2 separate regions of the Bombyx mori genome follow, and region 2 is linked to region 1. The links are chromatin contacts, called in public Hi-C maps. All regions are on one chromosome and are shown on one strand. Each heading gives the region's core, a stretch centred on a gene start, on an enhancer-like site or on the middle of the called end of the contact. The rest is flanking DNA. Distances are from core to core; before and after follow the strand shown. Region 1 overlaps LOC101737831 (myosin-7B). Region 2 holds the start of LOC101737831 (myosin-7B).

Region 1 (6,487 bases), core at 2,199-4,698:
TGACGTTAGTCGGTCGAATAAAAGCTATAATTTTTATAGTCATGTAATGTAGCCAGCTAATTGTGACTGTTTTTCCTCTTAATGATTTATCGGTATGTTGATCTCGGCACAATAAGCTGGTATTCATTTTTTGTTACGTTAAAAATATATTTCAATGTAAAATAAAATTTGATAAATAATGCGGTTTGAGGTTTTGAAAATACATATTATAAATACAATATAAATTACCTATACTGCTGTTATTGTATAGTAAACGAGTATTATAACGGAGGGGAGATTTTTCAACAGCATATAGATACCGCTAAATATGTGATTCCCAAGAAATGTCTGCGTTGTCAATATTGGAAAATTATTTGACTGTTCACTTTGTTTGTATAAAATATTCAGAATGTCACAAGTTTGAGAATAGGTATCGTTTCAGTTTTTAGAAGTCAAATGGACGACTTATACGAGTATGTACATAGCACGAAGAACGTTTATAAGTGCTTACGGATGAGCGCCAACCCACTGAGTTTCTCGCCGTATCTTCTCAGTGAGTCGCGTTTCCGATCCGGTGGTCGATTCTGCGAAGCACTGCTCTAGCTAGGGCCAGTGTTAGCAACACTCCCGGTTTGAGCCACGTCAGCTCACCTACTCGCCCGGTTACGCGGACATAGCCTCTCAAGGCTATCAGCTTAGGTAGGAAAAAAAAACGGATGAGCGGAAGTTCTCTTGACATTTTTCAAGAAAATGATTTATTTTTCAAAGGCACTTACGATACAATTAAGAATCATTGCTCCAGGTGTCGTTGTGGCGTCTCATGTCCAATAGTTCCAGTAACCATTTAATAGATACATTTATTTAATACCAGGCGAACTGAGATCTCGTGAGTTGTAGATAAACAGAACCCGCATTGATTATATTTCATTCCTTCTCGTTGCAGATTCAGAATTACGAAAGGTTATTTTATCATAGCGATCAATCACACAGAGATCGCGGCGTAGGGCGGCTTTAAATTGTTTATTTAATGCACAATAAGCTTTGTCTGCATTAACCCAGTTAATAATAATTTAACTGACTCGTCGAACTGACGCCATCAGATGGATTCAAGCCAAATAACTGAAAGCGTTCAGTTACTAAAACATTATGCTTATTTTATAACTAGAGTTAAATGTCTTAAATGTCTATGAATGTAAAAAGATGTAATTTCGTTTGTTTCGTGTCTATGGTACTTATACTAAAATATTATTAAACTTTTTGGTGTATCAAATAGGAAAAGTAATATTTTTCATAAAGACAATACGCATAATAATATGAAAAACGCATAGCGAGCGATCTCTTTGAGACAAGACCACTTTTGAGCGAAGTCTGTATGGACCAGTGATGGGCAAAGTACGGCCCGTGTGCCAACTCCGGCCCGCGGAAGTATTTAATCCGGCCCGCCGAGAGTCCATCCATCCTAAATATTCTAGTCAGCATTTTGGCGCGTAAAATAAAATCTGACGTTTATAATTGAAAATCTTCAAATTTTTAATGAAAGCTCCTTTTTAATTAAAACAATACGAATATTCGTCAGGGGTGTTTTCATTAAAAAGGAGCTCAAATTTGAGCTTTCACTATCTCATAATTAACTTACCATCATTATAATTATTTTGGCAGTATGTCACAGGTATTAGTTTATTTATTGGAAAAAATCATGCTTTTCACCTATCTATCACACGCCTCACGTCTCACACGCCTAACAAGGCGTAAAAGTAAAAGGTATTTTGTTTATTAAAAAGCTTTAATACAAAATGCATTTTTTCTATAATTCTGGACCTCCTCTAGAATTTCTTAAACTTTGTGGCCCGCAATTGAAAATGTTTGCCCACCACTGTTATAGAGTAGACGATGAAACTTGTACTAGTTTTAAGATATTACAATTAATTGATTTTTTATAGTTAATTTCACATAAATTATTTTGTATAAACTGTGCAACACACACAACAAACTGTTAACATAAAAATTTGGTATCGATATTGCATCACGATAACTTTTTTGAATTAATTCATTAAAAAGCGTCTTGACAATTCGTTGTTCGCTTAATTATGATTAAATTAATATTTAGTATTTTGCCATATTTTATATGCAGCAGGCAGCTGCATAGAGATTAATAATACTCGCATGCGTTATGATATTACAATTTATGTTTTACATAGGAGTTAACACACTCACATGTACCTTCTCTAGGAGGAAATCACCGGACTTCCGCCCTTTTCTGTGGATACTGGGCGGGGTATGTCAGAGTCGAACTGACTAAAACCTGTCGCTCAACAACCAACGTCCAAACCTGCATGAGACAAAACTCATGACAAGGCAAAGGGGGGAAAGTGAAGCGTTTAGTGCGGAGCACATCTCTCCCATCACCCTCCCCTTCGGAACGCCGGACTGGCGGTCGTCGGAGCCACGACCACCAGCCCTCTCGGTCGGCAAACTGTCCGAAGCCCGCCTAGATGGCGCCGGTTAGAGTGGGTTACCCTACGGAATACCCCGCTGGGCCAGAACCAGCGTGGGTCGAGGATAGCCGGCCTTCCATCACCCGGATGCTCTTGCGTAAAACGCGTGCAGAGCAGCTTGCACGTCGTCTTCTTAGGCCCCCCTCGCCGGTCCCCAGACCGACATGACTCACATGTACCTAACCAAGATTTTTTTTCTGTAAGAAGACGTACAATGATTTATACATTTGACATATTTCAATGACGTAAAGGTTATCGCGGCTAGTACTTAAATTTCCCCGGTATATGATAAAACTCATTTCGTTATAAAAATATTCGATTTTATTATATATCTGAGTAATCATCGACTGTTTCACCAATAGGTATCGAGTGATGCTACATAAATTGTTGTTATCTTATCGTGAAATATTAATGCGATAGTTGCGGTTTATGAACGCATTCGTAATAATTTAAAAGTTAAAACTTTCAAAACGTGTTTTGACTTAATTCGGTGTCGCAATCAACTTGCAGAATGTAAAGTAAATCTTTCTAATCGATTTCGTGGGCCCGGGAAAGTTCCTTAAGTGCATTTCGATTCACGGAATCTTCTGATGTATAAAGAGCGTCGTTATTATATGAATACTTTTATTTTTACCCTTTGTGAACGTTCACCGGCGCTCATGAATATCAGCAATGTCTCGAGCGCAATCGTATCCAAAGTTGCACTTTTTTTTTATTGCCCTTGTAGGCATACGAGCATACGGCCCACCTGATGGTGAGTGGTTACAGTCGCCCATGGACTTCAACAATGCCAGGGGCAGAGCCAAGCCGCTGCCTATCGCTTAATACTAATAATAATTAACTTAAAACTCTTAAAACATATTGTTTTCACTCCCTGATAAAAATGTATATTGAATACAACTTTTATACGATAGTTTGTAGTACAATTTACTTGGATTGAAAGCGGATATAGCTATTCATTTGTTTCCTCGACGTAAAAATGCGTCTCTAGAGATTTATGTGTGGTCAACTTCAACTAGCTCGTTAGTTTACGGGTAGAATGTGAAGAACTTGTATTTTTAAAGAGTATGATGATGTGGCCTCGACTTTAGACCTTCGCCGTGGCCTTTCAACGTGTTCAATTAACTAACAAGCTTCACGTGTCTGTTCTTTTTATGTCGTTTAAAATAAACCATATGTTTACTGTTTATAAAGAGGCATTTGTACAGACGCGACGCGACGCGACGCGAGCCTCGCTCTACAACCGTGACAAATTAGATTGGCAGTAATCGTACTAGGTGTTCACAGTTTGCCTCACTATCTAAATAGTCCGTATTGAATGGCCCCCTGCAGCAAATCGCAAAGAGCGATGACCCTTCGAATCCTTACTTGCACTTTATTACTTGTATTTATATTCTTGCGGACGCGCATCGTAACAATTGATGCGCGCTCAACTCGATGAAATTTCTCAAAATATTCGAGAATATTAAAATTCGAACAATATTTGACCTTCGAGGACGAGATAGGAATAAGTTGGGGCTATTGAGTGCGGCACGTTTATATTCATAAAGCACAATAAAGTGATTAAGTGGATAGATAGCTGATACCACAATCTATGTATGCACGTTTTCCCTCGTGATGCTCGAACGATTTTGAGTTCCGCCCGTTTAAGTAAAGGCAGTTATGACATTCATTTTCATTTTTGGTTTTCGTATTATTATTAATATTCTGTTTTTAGCCCGCTAATGAATGTAATATGGATGCAAAATCTAAAGTAAATTAAATAAATATACAAAATAAAAATTCATGTATTCATTTCAAAAATATCGATAGTACAGAGATATTCGTATTCATCATTTTCGAAACAGACAGCGTCGAATGGCCTCCGATCCATGAGAACTACAGCGTGTTTAACGCTGCATTCTACAGACAAACTCCATAATGCGGCGTGCATAGGTTTTTTCCGTTGTCACTCGTTTCTCTACTTGTAATTCTGTTTGGATATTTTAATGTAAATCGAGCATGTACTGTTTGCGAACCGCTTTTATGTTGTAGAATACCTTGTACATACGTCGTGCACGTAGAACGAAGCAAGCTTTATGTTCGAAGTGATGTCGACACAAATGAAGCCGTAAACCTGTGTCGTAACCGTGAACTTTACTGTCTAGTACACACTCGCAATATTCGTTTATATCGTTGATTGCGTCGTCCGTACAGTAAACATACCTTCTAGAAAAATACGTAGAACTCATTGAAATAGTCCGGATCTCATTGAAATTAATTCTAGACAGTTTTGCCACTACGGAATTATCCCTTCTTCGTTCTAATTCAGATCTTGGAAAATATATGGTTGAATAATATGAAATAATATGAAGAATAGATTTGGGCGACAGTGGATCTTTGTGAATCTTGCTTATATGGGATAGGGCCTAATTTGTCCATTTTTGCATGACCTGCATTATATCCATTATTAGGTTGATATGTTTTGGGGGTATCATTATAGACTTAATTACAATGTTATGTAGGTATTACAAATTTAAAGTTACATGGGCTTCATACAAGAGGCTATTAAATTACTGCTATTTTGACTGCCAAACCTGATAGATAGTCAGCGGTAAAGAAAACTGACCAAAAGACTGCTGTACCTTGTTTGTCTGCGTTTCTTTTTTTATTTATTTGTTTGATGGGCGGTGGTGGTTCGATTAAATATTGAAATAGCCCTGCCAACAGCAATTACCCAAATTAATTTTTTTCCGGGTTTGATAGTCGAAAATAGTCGCGGTTGGAGAACCTATCGGAGTTATAACGGCAGTCCCGTTGTAACTCATCAACTCAACATCATCAACAACATCAACTTATAAAACTATTATAAATTTGCATTAAACCGATTACTCTGCTCTGTTCTAATACGTTTGATTCTCAAAGTCATAATAACTTTAATTTTTTTCAGAACATGTAATTTACACTCGACATGGAAGAAGGTACTACTTGTGTAGAAGATACCGTATCCCCAGCGGGAGTCACTCAAAACAGTGAAATTTCTGAACAACAACAACAACAACTCGACGAATCGAAAACCGAAACTGATATCTCCGTAAATCCTGAAAATATAAGTTCTATCAAAGATGAAGAAAGTGAAATTAAAGAAGATACCGATCCGAACAAGGACGAAAGCGGCGTGGTCGTGGATACTGTAGAACAAGAACCTTTAACTATTTTTAAGCAGTCGTTAGGGGAGCAAGACGCGTGTGAAACGAATGAAGATGCGAGATCACTTGGAGATCTCGATAGCTTGCCGGCAGGAGACGAACTGGCGCTCGGTGCTGCGGGCAGCGATAGCGGTGTTGAAGGTTGCGGCCGCGCACTCAGCAGTGGTGGAGGATCCAGATCGTGCGCTTCTAGTGTCGTGTCGTGTGGTTCGGGCTGCGGCTCTGAGAGCTCCTCGTTGGCGGGCGCACCTCCCCTACCTCGTCGACGAGTAAATGTAAACGTTCCCGATCCGAAACGAAGTTCACCTATCGGTTCATCCACGCCACGACCGGCTACTGCACCTCGCGGACCGAACTTGGCCACTAGAGAACGTGCAAGAAGCAGAGAGAAACCAACTTTGCCAGAGAAGCCTCGACCGCTCACCCCTAAACCTCGGATCAGACCTAATGGAGATCTGCCGAATCTTGTTAGAGAAAGTCCCGCATTGCGCGCAAAGCCAACCAAAACCTCATCGGCTCGATGTCGCACCCCTAGCTCTCCATGTGAAGAAAAAAGGTGGCCAACCAATGGACCGCGACTGACGCCGAATCCAGAGAACACTGTAACTCGGTCCACCTCAGATAAATATGCTACTTTGCCTCGGAGAAAACGTGAGACGGACACCGAAGGTTCACCTAAACATGAGACAACACCACCAACGTCGAGGAGACCGACCGTTTCCAGGTCGGCATCTTCACGCTGTGCCATAAAAACTCGCGTGCGGATATACGCAGAGAGGACCTCCCAGACAGTACTCTTGGGAACGGACGTTGAAGCGGCGCTCG
Region 2 (6,568 bases), core at 17-2,516, 41 kb before region 1:
TCAAAAAATAACTTTAGGCCACTTATTGTTAAACTTACCGATCAATGACCCTAGCTGTTTTTACACTAAGCTTGCAATCAGACTTGTTTGTCGGACATGATAGGGATCTTGGTATCAAGCCATACAGTTGTAGTTTCTCTACTAATTGACTTTCTGCACTTGCAGTTCCATTGGTTTCTGTGAAATCGTTGTATAATTTTAAATTCCTGAAAAATCGTATGATTATGTTCACTGTAGTAATACTACTAATGTACATATATTTAATCACATAAACGTAAAATAACAATACAATATCGTTAGAGAATGAAATTTTATTAGGAGAATCTAAGTGACTGTCGAGTTTGTACATCAAACCTAAAGAGCCTTTATCAAATCCTAAACAAGTATTATCTAACTACAATTTACCCTGAACTTAATTCAATGAAACTTACCTTATGTTCGTATTGAACGGAAGATGTGATTGATTTTTAATTTCAAAAGTTGTTGAATCTGGTTCCATGTCGTAAAAGTTGTTTTGCTTAAAACTGACTATAGACAATTTTTTTTTTTGGTACAACTATTCCTTATGAAGAAAGGCATGGGGATTCTAAGCCCATACGCCTTGTCTGTTCTATATAATTTTTGAAATAAATTTGCAAAAAAGCCGAAGCCAAGTCTTGTATGATTTATATTTTATCATTATAATAGTGGTACATAGAGTTGTTGTAGGTACTTATTAACTCCATGTAGTGGTATTAATCCTGACATAAGTCAGTAATAGTAGTTTTATTTTTCCGAATTGAAAGGCAAAGGTATCATACCATACAGCCCTATCTTGTATATATTATTTTTATCAAATATGATATTATGAAATGAAATGAAGTTGATTAATATAAAACATGGCATGAAATGAATAGAAATAAGATGAGATGATATTGGATGAAATATAACCTTAGTAAAATGTTGGTCATTTACTGAGATTTTTTCAGTGGGCTTTTTGGAGAATCCCGAGAAGTAACGGCTTTGTTTCATTTTCCACATTCGTGCACTTTCACAAATATTAAACAGTTAATAAACTACCTTTATTACATATTTAAACGTGAAGAAACACTAAATAGACAAAATAAAACAAATCACACAGCCTCACTCCTCGCCTTCCCGCCAAAAAGTCCGAAGCTGTTAATGGACAGATTCATAGATAATTGACACAATGACCAATTGCACTGGCTTAAAACACTTTGTTTCCAAGCCAATAAAACTTATTAAAAAAATATTTGACCAATTGCCATAGCTTGCCATAAGAAAAAAAGAATATTATTTTAGTTCGTTTGCTCGCGTGTTTTTTGAATTGTTTTGTTATACATAACGCGAATAGTATCGTTTTTAGCTTTTATAATATTTTCTACAGAAAAATAATTAGAAGTACTGTCACGTCCAAGATTTGAATGTAAGTAATTAAATTTAATTCATAAATTAATTCTTCAGTAGGTACTTACATGTTCTAACTGATGTAAAGTCACAAAAAAACACATTTCTAGTGTTTTGATTGAGTGAAGTTAAATACCTTAGCGTATATATCTTTAGTTTATGAGGAAATTCGAATAAAACTTTAATAGATACTAATTGCAAACCTCCGGCATTACAAGAATAGAAAGAACACAAATTAAACTAGATTAGGAAACATGAGTATTTTCTCACACGACTTAGATATCAGTGCAATCCTCGTGGCTTGCTCACTTTTCTAATTTACATAGGCTCACTATCATACCTAGTTATTTTTAATGCTATTTATAAAAAAAAGAACAATTAAAAAAAAAACACAAAATAAAAAATGTTTAACAATGTTTAACAATAAATGAAAATTGTAAATTGACCCTTTACTTAATGTAAAAAAGATAATTACTAAAATTATGAGAAGAGATTTTTTTAAGTTCAATAGCAGTACCTAAGTACCTAATATTGAAAGCAATATTAGGTAAATATTGCATTATTACAGCTCATCATTCAGCAGTTCAGCATTTATTTGACTGTGCCCTTGGAATTACTGATATTCATGAGCATAAGTCATGTGGGCAGTAGTATCATTTTAGTTAAAATTTTGTTAAGCAAATATCTAAAATTAGCATTTACAAAAATCATATAGTATGGGAAAAAATCCAAAAATTAGATTTACTTGCTGCCATTTTAATATATAGTAAAAGTTCTTTATTTTAGCTTCCTTAATTCTTGTTTTCACTATTTGCGAATTTAAAAAATTCAATCCAATTCTTATCTCTATTTGTGGATCTAATAAATAAATCAGTACATAAACGTTGATAAGAGTGATTCCAATATGTAGGTATACAACTGAATATCCTTTGTAAATGCGCTTTTCCATATTTATGGTTTCTGTATTTGCGCATATTCATGGAATCTATACACCATAAATAAAGAGCTTTTATTGTATATTATGTGGTATTTCACATAGCACTGGTAGTGGTGGTATAGTAATATTTGCAGTATTCCCATTCTCGATAGACAATTTATTGACAATTATTGAAACAATGAAATTATTATATTCCTAAGTGTTGATTTCTTTCACCTAAGAGTTAGATTTCATATCATTAAAATAATAAATACATCTAATGTATATTTGTGACCAATACCAACAGCAGTGGCATAGCTCTTGCGACATACCATTGTTGATGGAATAAATAAAATCTTAATAGCCTATTTACATCAAAAATAGTCACTAAAATTTATCTTCTAGTAACAAACAAGTGTCTCTTATTTATTTTAAGCAATGTATTAAGAACACTTTTAACTATCTAAAAAAAATCTCTAAATGCAACAGTTTATTAAATAACAATCAGACATTTTACATACAACATTAAGAAACGACATTGTTGTTTGTTAATATTTATTACATCCATGACACAATTGCCATAGAACATTAACAATAGTGCATAAATATATGAGACAAAATGAATATGCAATTAATTACAGTGTTAATGTGTAAAATGTATATGCTTCTAAAAACATAAAATGCGGAATGAAAATTTAATCTCTTTTCTAAACTCAACAATTATACCCATAAAATGTAGTTATACTCTATTACAATAACACTCACAATTAATTAACTTAACTAGCCTCAGTGTTTGTTAAGACTGCCTAGTTGCTTACCAGAGTCCGTAGATATCACAACACCAAGGCTGCTAAACCCCCTTTCAGACATGGAGTCACAGTCTTTATTGTAGAAGCCCTTAATAGCATTAATCTATCAAATAAATGAAATTTAGTTTTCAACACCAATACTCATCTGTGGGAATTGGCCTTGAGTTGAAAAGTACTCGCGTATCAATATCATTGATCTATGATACATTCAGCACTTAGTACCTGGAACCACTTGACTTGTGTACAATGTGTTACATATACTGTGAACAGTAGTAGTTTTGATTGTGGCTGAGACTTATTGAAGCAGCTGACCACTTCTAATCACTGCTCTTTCTTGCCCTTCTCTATTGTCTGTCTGTTTTTTTTAAATATATTTTTTAAATAAGCAACAATCCTATATTTTTGGCTACAAACCTATAATGCGGATCCACTCGCAAATACATTTTTACGTTTAGCATAGTTTCAGAAATATCAAAAAAATAGTCCCTATGTTGTCTAGCCAGTTCTATGATTATTATGTTGGGCTGGTGGTCGTGGCGCCGACGACCGCCAGTCCAGTGAGGGTGATGGGAGAGATGTGCTCCGCACTAAACGCTTCACTTTCCCCCCTCTGCCTTGTCATGAGTTCTGTCTCATGCGAGGTTTGGACGTTGGTTGTTGAGCGACAGGAGGTTTTAGTCAGTTCGACTCTGACATACCCCGCCCAGTATCCCCAGAAATGGACGGAAGTCCGGCGATATACTCCTGACCAAAAAAAAGGGCCACGAACATGGCTACTGTTGACAGCAATAATAAACAGTTCCGAAAATTAACTAGAAATGAAGTGTTCGTATTCAATTCCAAACACACGATTGCTTTATCCAGTCGTTCACATTCGAGCACGATTAAATATTTTAAAAGTGTGTTTAAGATCATCATAAAATGCAAGCTTATTTTTAATCCGTCTCATATAGTTTCCGGTGTTGCATGCTCGTTATTAAGGTCATATACAGCACAGTGACGTAGACATGCCCGGATCTGCGAGGCCCGTTTTATCCGTAACAGCTTTGTCGGAAGTTAGGAGTGTTCACCGAAATAATGCTGACGTTAACACGAACCCATTAATTCGTCACCATCAAACTGTTATTGAATGCAACTAATAAGTTTTACAATGAAATGAGTTCTCCAAGCGTGGATAATTCACATATTTAGCACGAATTTATTAGCTTGCTAAGTATCTATCTAACTATCTATCTAACGGAAACATTGAACTTCATCCCCTTCAAATGGTCGGATTTATTGTTCGGAGTTATTGCGGTAGGCAGCGGCTTGGCTCTGTCCCTGGCATTGCTGAGGTCCATGGGCGACAGTAACCACTCACCATCAGGTGGGCCGTATGCTCGTCTTCCTATAAGGACAATAAAAAAAAATCTTGATCACTACTATTTTATACCCGATAGAAAATTATTTTTTTCTTTTTACTGCAGCTCGCTACAATAGATACCGTGTTTTAATTTTTTTTTTCCATCGTATCGAAGTTTGGAATGGCTTGTGTCTAAGAAGAAAATTGTCAGGCGAATGAAGCTTCACATTATCGAAACAAACTAAATTTCCTAATGCGAGACCAAGGCAGAAGAGAGTGACAAGTTGACACCGTAATCTAACAATAAACAATACATTAGCTAACACACACATACTGTTATTAGATTTCACCATCTCACCGTGAGACATTGGAACCAGAGTCGATGGGGTGTCAAACTGTCGAAGTACAACTGTGTACAATCAATATTATAAATTAGGTCTTGAATCTCATATATCTCAAGATAGACAGTAATATGTAATATGTAGTAATATGTTAATGTTATCATAATGTCGATGTCTTTTAATCTGTAGGTATTTCTAGGTTCTAGCGACTCGGCTATTGACATCAGCCTGTCGTCATCACTGTCATCATCAATTCAAACTATTTTTAACAGAACAGTAAAATTATACTTTTTTCGCTGCCTATCTACCTATTCGCTGGTAGCCTAAGGGGCTATCCTAGCTACGCGTAAACGGATACAGCACTCACGAGCTCAACCTGAGAGAATTTTTTAACACTAGCCCTAGCAAGAGCTGTACTTCGCTGAATAGATTCTGATTCCATCGAGAAGATTCGGCGAGACTTATTGGTTATAAAATTAGATCAATGAATCAACATCGTGATAACAATAAACCCTACCAAGAGCTGAGAGCCAAACTGCGTCCTTAAAAACCATTCAATTATTCCAAGTTCCCATAGTATTTACATTCGTGTGACGGAAGAAAACAGCTTGTGGCAAGTGTTGTGGGGACTTAACCCATAATTTACTACACTGTTTAGTAATCACATATTGATTGAAATAGGAGAGTTCTGCGTTTCCGATTATGTCGCAATTTAAATTGCAACAGATGAGTGTCGCATGATCGAAAGCATTTACACGCAACATTAGCAGAGTCGTGACCGGGGGATGGGAATGATTACGTCATGGATGTAATGCGGTGTCGAAGTAATTAAGAACGTCACAACGGTGGTTTCTACCTTTCATTTCACACGCTAGTTTCATTTCAGAATGGATATATTTAATTTTAGCTACTTAAAATTTACTTTTTCCGAATAAAAACCAATCCATTAATCGTAATTGGGCGATCGGCGAAACCGACATTTTGAAGTCTATTCTTTTGAAAGATTCGATGGTTCTCGATGATTTTTTTCTCGCAATAAGTTTGGGCAACTAACTAAGCAGTTGAAGTCGGGCACGAATCATGATTGCAACACCTCGAACTTAGGGTCGGGAGTCATTAAGTTGATGATCGAGAATTCGAAATGTTCAGTCAATCGATCTTCTGTCACGTGTCGATAGGTAGATGATCACGAGTCCCAGATGTTTAAATAACCGAACTTGCATCACGAAGGCCGTCAAACGAGTCAATCAATTCGGAACAATCCAATAAATCTCGATTGTTGAGTACAACAAAATAATCGAGTCCTCGGTCGACATTTTTGTCGATTGTTGTTTTATTTTGTTGTGATTTTTAAGTTGTCGTTAAGATGTCAAGTAGCGGGCCACGCGGAAGACGTTTTAAAAAATAAAATTGTATTTTACTAACTATTATCAATATTGTCGTGCATAATTATTATAAAATATTTTTCGTGTATCTCAGGAATGTGGACAAGATAGGACTATTATAACAAATTACATTATTATTTTAGCAACGTTTCGGTCTTTTATTAGACCTTCATCAGGCATCTGAAAATTACACATAATTGATAACCTACCATACAAAAAACAACAATTGTCTAAACTACCATATTTACCATAATATGAATTTAAATAATCCCTATCATACACTGCACAATTGTCTCAGACATCAGAGACTAATACAAATCTACAAAGCCACTAAATTATTTAATTACTATTTTTTGATTCCGGAAACA

What was found. Hi-C and Micro-C count contacts between places; a contact is called where the count stands out from the background.
Region 2: a contact with region 1 is called in a Hi-C map of midgut, with 1.9 times the contacts expected there. The contact joins the promoter of LOC101737831 here to the enhancer-like site in region 1. A contact is called at or near these places in 2 of 7 Hi-C or Micro-C datasets (midgut and whole pupa).

The regions. Positions count from the first base shown.
Region 1 is chr10:4,222,557-4,229,043 of ASM3026992v2, reverse strand. LOC101737831 (myosin-7B) reads left to right here. Exons shown (of 12, transcript XM_038013281.2): 2 at 5,404-6,487. The coding sequence starts at 5,425. Among protein-coding and RNA genes, the nearest start is that of LOC134199473, 8.5 kb to the left of the region's middle. Within about 2 kb of position 3,448, at least 6 of the 8 cell types and tissues checked have open chromatin away from gene starts, as enhancers often do.
Region 2 is chr10:4,261,267-4,267,834 of ASM3026992v2, reverse strand. LOC101737831 (myosin-7B) reads left to right here and starts at 1,266. Exons shown (of 12, transcript XM_038013281.2): 1 at 1,266-1,426. It overlaps LOC101746064, which reads right to left and starts at 728. Exons shown (of 7, transcript XM_004930340.5): 1 at 432-728; 2 at 39-206. The coding sequence starts at 499.